Linked DNA regions of Pan troglodytes: region 2 is linked to region 1. The links are chromatin contacts, called in public Hi-C maps. All regions are on one chromosome and are shown on one strand. The core of a region is the stretch at or near the end of the contact, and the rest is flanking DNA. Distances in the headings are between cores, read along the strand shown. Region 1 holds the start of LIPG (lipase G, endothelial type). Region 2 has its middle 56 kb from the start of LIPG.

Evidence for each region. Hi-C and Micro-C count contacts between places; a contact is called where the count stands out from the background.
Region 2: a Hi-C map of stem cell-derived neural progenitor cells shows a contact between it and region 1, with 1.8 times the contacts expected there. The contact joins the enhancer-like site here to the promoter of LIPG in region 1. A contact is called at or near these places in 1 of 7 Hi-C or Micro-C datasets (stem cell-derived neural progenitor cells) and 1 of 1 datasets of contacts at active chromatin or transcription factors (stem cell-derived excitatory neurons).

What each region holds. Positions count from the first base shown.
Region 1 is chr17:59,631,788-59,635,722 of NHGRI_mPanTro3-v2.0_pri, reverse strand. LIPG (lipase G, endothelial type) reads right to left here and starts at 2,242. Exons shown (of 10, transcript XM_009433982.5): 1 at 1,209-2,242. The coding sequence starts at 1,503.
Region 2 is chr17:59,687,769-59,691,703 of NHGRI_mPanTro3-v2.0_pri, reverse strand. No RefSeq gene overlaps it. Among named protein-coding and RNA genes, the nearest start is that of LIPG, 56 kb to the right of the region's middle. Within about 2 kb of position 2,148, at least 3 of the 24 cell types and tissues checked have an H3K27ac peak or open chromatin away from gene starts, as enhancers often do. A contact at or near this core is called in stem cell-derived neural progenitor cells, where this site is marked.

The DNA of each region.
Region 1 (3,935 bases), core at 993-3,492:
TGACTGACTCTGGCTCCCCCAGGGCAAGCTGCCTCCACTGGCAAAGGCTGCCATACAGAACCCAAGAGGAAGAGAAGCTAAAAGCCAGGCGGAGGAAAGGGAGGAGGAGTGGGAAGAGGAAGAGTCGGGGGAGCACAGGAGTGTTGAAGAGGAAAAGGCTGGCAACCTGGGGGAATAGGCCCGGCAGCTTCTAAGCACAAGCGACCCACCAGACGCTCCCTGCAAGCACGAATCAAACCAAAGCCAGCTACCCTGCCACCTGAACTTTCAAGACACCTACACCAAGATTAAAAGGCAGCTCCAGGAGACACAGCTCTGACAACCTTCTTGCCTCTCAAACCTCCAGGTTCTGGCATGAGGACAAGGTTTCAGAGCTGCTGCCAGGCCGCTCGGCTGGCTGGACAGCACCAGCACTGGCTTAGGGAGCCGTATAAGGGAAGGAGGTGGGGGTGGGAGGGCTGGCAAGAGCCAGCGCACCCTGCCAGCCTTTGCCTTTTGCATGACTTGCCGGGGATGCCCCCATCAGACCAGCAGAGAGACAGGTGGACTCCAAGGTGGATTGGAGGAGAGAATGGGCAGCGCAGTGGGAAAGGAAGAATTTCATAGGAACAAGGAGGGTTTGAAGAATCAGCAAGACAGAGGGGACCCAGCACAGAGAAGTGGCTGGGGGGAATAAAAACAAATGCACGTTACCTTCCAGCCGTCCCTCTGGACCAAAAGGTACGGGGCTCCCCGCAGCAAAGCAATAGCAGAGGCTCCAGAAACAGAGCAGAGGAACGGAGTTGCTCATCCTGCCCCGCCACACCCCCTCCCCAGAAACAGGAGTTTTAAAAAACAAAAACCACCTCTTGGTGTTTCCAGCAATCCCGGCCGGTAAGACCCTTCTCTCGGCCAGGGGCTGGGGGACTGGAGGCAGAGAAGGTGGAAAATGAAAACTTGGCGGCACGGAGCCCGGGCGGTGGCAGGGAGCGAGTGTCAACGGCTTGCCCCAGAACCAGATCTGCCCTCGTCCTGAGCCGCCGGGAGGCAAGGGCTCGCTGCTGTCACGCTCCTATAGAGGTAGTTTTTAAAAGTATGGGAGTCATCTGACCCATCGCCAGATGGTGATTTGCATAATTTATTCCCGTCTCTGGGCTCTGATTGGTCACACCTTGCTGACGCCCGAACCGAGACTGGAGAAAGTTTGAATGAAAGCGCTGCACACTCACCGCGTGGACGCCGCACGCTCGGCCCCGCTTCCTCCCGGGCCCGCTCCGCAGGCAGCTGCGACTCCAGCAGCTCCAGCTTTCTCCCACTGCCCTCCTCCGGACACCCAGATCCTCCTCTCCCCACTGCCATCCCAAGTGGCGGAGGCGGACATTTCCCTGAAACCCTGCGTCCGCTGGGGACGCGATCCCTGGAGAAGGAGAGCATCCTCTCCAAGGCGCAAAGCCACACACTCTCTGGGAGTGGTCTATCCGCTCCCTGGGCCGGGAGTCCGTCGGGGGAGAGCCACCTGGTCATCCCCTTTGTCCTTCTCTTCTCCCTCCCTTCCCGCCTAGCGAGGGCCGCAACAGGTGCAGAAGGCGCGGCCGCACAATAACCCGGCGGAGCTAAGGGGCTGTGAGCTGCGGCCGGCGCTGGAGGATCGCACAGTACCTTCTCGGAATGCTCGCTCCGCCACTAGCTGCAAAACTCCAAGCGAGCCAGCCAGCTTCTCCGAGGCGGTTCTCTCGTCCGCAGTACGTGGGTGATAATGTATCGGCGGCTTAGGGATGTTGGGAAAACTAAGAGTTCACGTAGCAAAGCACTTAGCGAGGCGCGGAGCTCGTGGCAGGCGCTCTCCTATGGTGGGGTGGAGGGCTACGGGAACACCAGGCGACCTCCCCAAAGGGACCAGTGAGCCGAGATTTGGAGTCTAAGACGCGTGGCCAGCGCCCAGTGTCTGCCGATGAGCACTCACTCCTTGGCGAGTGAAATCAAGCATCTCCTTTCTCTCTGTTCTCCATCATTTCCTCCCGGCTCTCCTTCCCTTTATTGATCCGGGTCCTGGGGCAGAAAGCAGCGAGCGGAGGGAGAACTTGGCCCGGAGTCTGCGTCTGGCGCTGGGGAGCGGGGACTGAGCCCGGAACACCGACGGGGCGGCTGCGCCAACAACCACTGCGGACGCAGGGCGGGTGCGAGAGGCTGAGAGGCTGCGCCCCGCCATCCAGCCTCGCTCCAGCCGGGAGGATCCGGCTCTTTAAGACGATACCCTTAACCCTGCAGTCGCCCGGAACAGGTCCTGCCCCTGCCTGGGGAGGGAAAACCCCCACAGCAGTCCCGTGCCCCTTCCTCCCTAGCGTCGAGGATCCAACTGGAGAGACCTGTGTGAGGAAACCGAGCCGGAGCCAGCAGATCCTGTTCCGACCTCGCCTCATTACTTTTGTTACTCCAGCTGCCAGCAGAGCACGCTTTGTCCCTCCCGTGTGCTATCATTCATTAACAAGACGCAGACGGGCTTTAGTTTTTTAGTATAGAACTCAATGGTCTGTATGCGATGGTAAATATCACCCCCAGATATGTTGTTCCCACTCTGTCTCTCTCTTCATGAGGAAACTATACAGACATAGGTCTAATGTTATCTCCATTTTACAGATGGGAAAACTGAGTCATGGGGACAGGCTGCAGATTTGAAGAAAGTCTCAAGACAACCAGGTCTCTCTTCTCTGCTCTAGGTTCAATTTGGCCAATTGACCTTTAAATGTGAGCTCTTGGCAACCTGGTCTAGTGGCTGAGGCAGGGGGTAAGCTGTAGTCAAAAGTCCTCTTCCCTAACCCTGGCAACGTAGACACTCATCTCTACCAAAAAAAATTTTTTTAAATTAGCCAGGCAAGGTGGTACACCTGTAGTGCAAGCTATTAATACTTGGGAGGCTGAGGCGGAAGGAGTCCTTGAGCCCAGGAGTTCAGGGCTGCAATGTACCATGATCACACCACTACACTCCAGCCTGGACATCAGAAGAAAAAAACTCCTTCCCTGTTCTGAGTTGCTCATAGCCATGGTCCCTAGAACATTAACTGGATAATGTGGAGAGTGTGTCTTGAGAGCCTTTGTTATAGGTGAGATACCCCCACGGAAGCTAGGGTATTTTGCAGGGTATTGTTGGAAGGTAGTCCTGCAAAGTTAGTTATCCTGCCTAGAAAAAAAGAAAAACCCGGCCGGGCGCAGTGGCTCACACCTGTAATCCCAACACTTTGGGAGGCCGAGGTGGGCAGATCACCTGAGGTCAGAAGTTCGAGACCAGCCTGACCAACATGGAGAAACTCCATCTCTACTAAAAATACACAAAAAATTAGCTGGGCGTGGTGGCGCATCCCTATGATCCCAGCTACTCGGGAGGCTGAGGCAGGAGAATCGCGTGAACCTGGGAGGCGGAGGTTGTGGTGAGCCGAGATCGCACCATTGCACTCCAGCCTGGGCAACAAGAGTGAAACTCCTTTGCAAATAAATAAATAAATAAATGAAAAACCTGTGTTTTACAGGTTCAACAAATCAACATCTATTTTTTAACTGCCAAGGCTATGAAACCATTTAGGTTTTATTGCTAGTTGGTTAGAGTGCCCTCCTGTGTCTCCACATTAAAATAACATGCGAGAATTTTCAAAGGACATCATGAAATTATAATTGTAGCATTAGAATGTATGATGTCAACTGTTCTGCTTCATCCTTCCCAAGAACAAGGAGATCTGAAGAGCCTCTCGCCTGGAGGAGTTCCAGCTGAGGAGTCTTGGTGGAACTTCTGCTGTGTTGCAGTCAAAATTTCAAGGTCTCAGACAACACAAGGAAAGGGTTCCATCCTTATGTGGCAGCCCAGCATCTAAAGACCCTTCCAATGTTAAAGGAATAAATCTTCTGCTTATGATAAGACCCAACTCTCCACTTAAAAAAAGCTCAAAAGCAATTGCTCACCTTCC
Region 2 (3,935 bases), core at 899-3,398, 56 kb before region 1:
TTATAAAGATACATGCACACGAATGTTCATTGCAGCACTATTCACAACGGCAAAGACATGAAGTCAACCCAAATGCCCATCAGTGATAGATTGGATAAAGAAAATGGCTGAGAGTGGTGGCTCATGCCTGTAATCCCAGCACTTCGTGGGGCTGAGGTGGATGGATCACTTGCCAGGAGTTCAAGACCAGCCTGGCCAACATAGTGAAACCCCATCTCTACTAAAAATATAGAAAAGTAACTGGGTGTGGTGGCACAAGCCTGTAATCTCCAGCTACTTGGGAGGCTGAGACAGGAGAATCACTTGAACCAGGAAGGCGGAGATTGCAGTGAGCCAAGATCGCGCCACTGCACTCAAGCCTGGGCGACAGCATAAGACTCTGTCTCAAAAAAAAAAAAAAAGAGAGAGAAAATGTGGTACATGTACACCATGGAATATTATACTATGCAGCCATAAAAAATGAAATCATGTCTTTTGCGGGAACATGGATGGAGCTGGAAGATGTTATCCTTAGCAAACTAAAGCAGGAACAGAAAACCAAATTACCACATGTTCTCACTTATAAGCGGGAGCTAAATGATGAGACCCCACGAACACGAAGGAAACAAAAGACACTGGGGTCTACTTGAGCGTGGAGAGTGGGAGGAAGTGGGAGGAGGGAGAAGGAGGAGGGAGAGGAGCAGAGAAAATAACGATTGGGTACTGGGCTTCATACCTGGGTGATAAAATCATCTGTACAACAAACCCCTGGGACAAGAGTTCACCAATACAACAAACCTTCACATGTACAAAAAAGAGGTCAAGAGAATTGTCTTGACCTCTGTCAAGAATCTATCTAGAAGGATGAACATTGGCCCTACCCACAGGCATCTTGGCACCTCACTGAGAGCAGTGTTGGTCCTGAGGAGAAGGACAAGCCAGACAGCTGTGAGTTAAGGCACGAATGAGAGGTAAGGTAGTGTGGAAAGGGCAAGTTTAGAAAACACCTTCCAGAAGGTATGAGAAACAGAAAGGTAGCAACATAGGGCTGTGAAGGCAAGGCAGCGGGAGGGAGCTTTATTTATTCATTTTTTTAAATGAATGAGGTTTGAAAATGTTAAATGCAGATAGAAAAAGCTAGCCCAGAGGGGAGGTGTTAAAGACATACGGGAGACAACGTTTGGTGGGATGAGCAGGTTGTGGAATCCAGGGCACAGTTAGCAGGGAAGGGTCTTTCTCTTTGGCGAAGGCCTATTTCAAATCAAGGAGAATGTCTAAGGCATCACAGGGGTGACAGACTTGCAGTCCCTTGGGCAACTGCCTTCCAAGGCATGTAGCCAGCCCTAGGAAGCATCGGATCTGGCCCATGACATAGCAGCTTCTCTCCAGAGGGACTGCTCGAGCTCTAGGAGGATGCGTTCTTCTCACAGCTCAGACTGATGAATTCATGCCTTCAGGCTACCAGCTCATGGAGGCAAAAACATGGATCTCCATGGAAATGCACAACTGGCTTGGTGTGGCTCTGCAGATGCCCTGGGCTGGTGCAGGCACCCATCACAGATTTCTGGGACTCTCCCAACAATACCCTAAACCCCTGTCACATGCGTTGGTACCTCCCTAGTACTAGCTATTGCATTCCACCACGCATCACAGCCATCCAAGTGGCTCTGTTCATTGTTCTTTCCTGCAAGTTCCTTAAGAGCAAAAACCCGATGGTTTTGATTTTTGTATCTTTGTTCAAAATTGCTCTCTGTGTGAAACGGATTGTATTTTGGCTGAATTCTACCATCCTCGTTCCAACATTTTGGCTCAGCCACCACTCAGAGATGGCCCCAGGAAGCCACCACCCCCTGCCCTGGCACTGGCCTGCTTCACAGGAGTGTTTTAACAAGATGATGCCTAGGGATTTCTAACCCAACCTACCCCACTCCCAGCAGCCAGATACGAAAGGAGAACTCCAGATTTTCAACCCTTCCCAGCTCAGCTGCCTCCCTTCCAAAAAAAGAACTTCTGGGAGTTTGTGCGATCCCAAGTCTGCAGCTTCCATTGTCCAGCACAGGACTCCCTGGCCTATCCCCTTTATTAATTCAACCTCCAGGAGTGCTCCGAAGAGATGGCCACATTCCAATCACCTCGTAACTGGGGAAACAATAAAATGCCTGACTGGCTATAAACTGTCGCAGAGATAAAGGCCAGTTCCTGATCATTCCCCAACAATGGCCTTCTGGAGGGACTGGGAGTGCAGTCCCAGGAACACTTGGTTTGCTCACTCAGCAGAAATTAGAAAAACATTGCCAGCAATTTCTTTTTTTTTTTTTCTTTGAGACAAGGTCCCGCTCTCACTCGGGCTGGAGTGCAGTGGCACAGTCATAGTTCACTGCAGCTTCGAATTCCTGGGCTCAGGCAATCTTCCTGTCTTGGCCTCCCAAAGCACTAGAATTACAGGCATGAACCACTGCACCCAGCCCCACATTGCCAGCTTTGAAGCCCCAACTGGCTCTAGCTCAGGGAAGAATGGGCAAGAGACATAAGGCAACAGATGGTGCTGCCAAGCTGGAGGGCCCCAAAATCGAGCAGAGAGCACCCTACACCCACAAACACCCCACACCCCTTGTAAGCCAGTGTGGTCTGCTTTAGCAGATATCAGGTAGGAAGAGTCCAGCTGGTCTGTAATCAAAAAAGTCAACTCTTACATCAGAACAGCATGTGCCAGCTCCTCAGGCCCTTCCACATTTTTATTTCATTTGATCCTCAAAACAAGCTAGGAAAAGTATTATCGTTCCCATTTCATAGTTGAGAAAACTGAGACCGGGGTAGCTGAAGCATGCATGGATCTCAAGTAGCAGAACCACTCAGGTCTTCTGACTCTCTTTTTTTTTTTTTTTTTTGAGACGGAGTCTCACTCTGTTGCCCAGGCTGGAGTGCAGTGGCACGATCTTGGCTCACTGCAACTTCTGCCTCCCAGTTTCAAGCAATTCTCTGCCTCAGCCTCCCGAGTAGCTGGGGTTATAGGCACCCACCACCATGCCTGGCTAATTTTTGTATTTTTAGTAGAGATGGGGTTTCACCATCTTGGCCAGGCTGGTCTTGAACTCTTGACCTTGTGATCCACCTGTCTTGGCCTCCCAAAGTGCTGGGATTACAGGCTTGAGCCACCGCACCCAGCCCCTGACTCCTTAATTCACAGCTTTTTCCTAAAAAGTGCACGGCCTCCCCTTTACAGAGTGTAGTTTTTGCATCTGAAGTTATAAACAGACTCTGAAGATGCTGTAATTCTTTCATGCTCTCCAAGCCCATTTGGCAACAGTGTATCAGAAAAGGTCTCTTCCATTTCAGCATATAAGAACACTTCCTGGAACAAGCTCTGAGCAAGTCACAAAACATGCTCTCCCTGCCTGATCTGAGCCAGGTGGGGAACAACATTGCCCTGGGATCCCCAGGCTCTCCAGTGGGCCTGATGGAGGTGGTCTGGGAATACATCCCACTGCAAAAGTAAAAGGACCCAGAGCACAGAGCTCCCTGTTCAAACAACCAATCTGAGCTTCCTTCAGAGTCAGATTGAAATGGCAAATTTCAATATATATAATTTAGGAAATGTGAAAACCACTTTGTTTTTTCAGCTTACAATTTATCTAGCCGATCAACAAGTATTTTAGGGGCAACACCTCTTTGCCCAGCCCAAGGCTAGGCACAGACAGAGAGGCAAATGCCTTTAGAAAATAGGCCCTTTGCAGAGCCCAGCGATGCATCATCTTCTCTTCTTTCCTGCCTGAAACTTCAAGGCTAAAGAAAAGAGAGAACAGACTTCTATCAGAATCTCTGCTCTACCCACCAAGACTCAAAACCAGGCCTTCGTGGGTTAAGCTCTTCATGGTGCCAAGAGCAGACAGAAGCTCCTTCAATGCTTTGCTGTAGAACAGAGAGAAGGATGCACCAGGAAGGGCACCCAGGAGGCT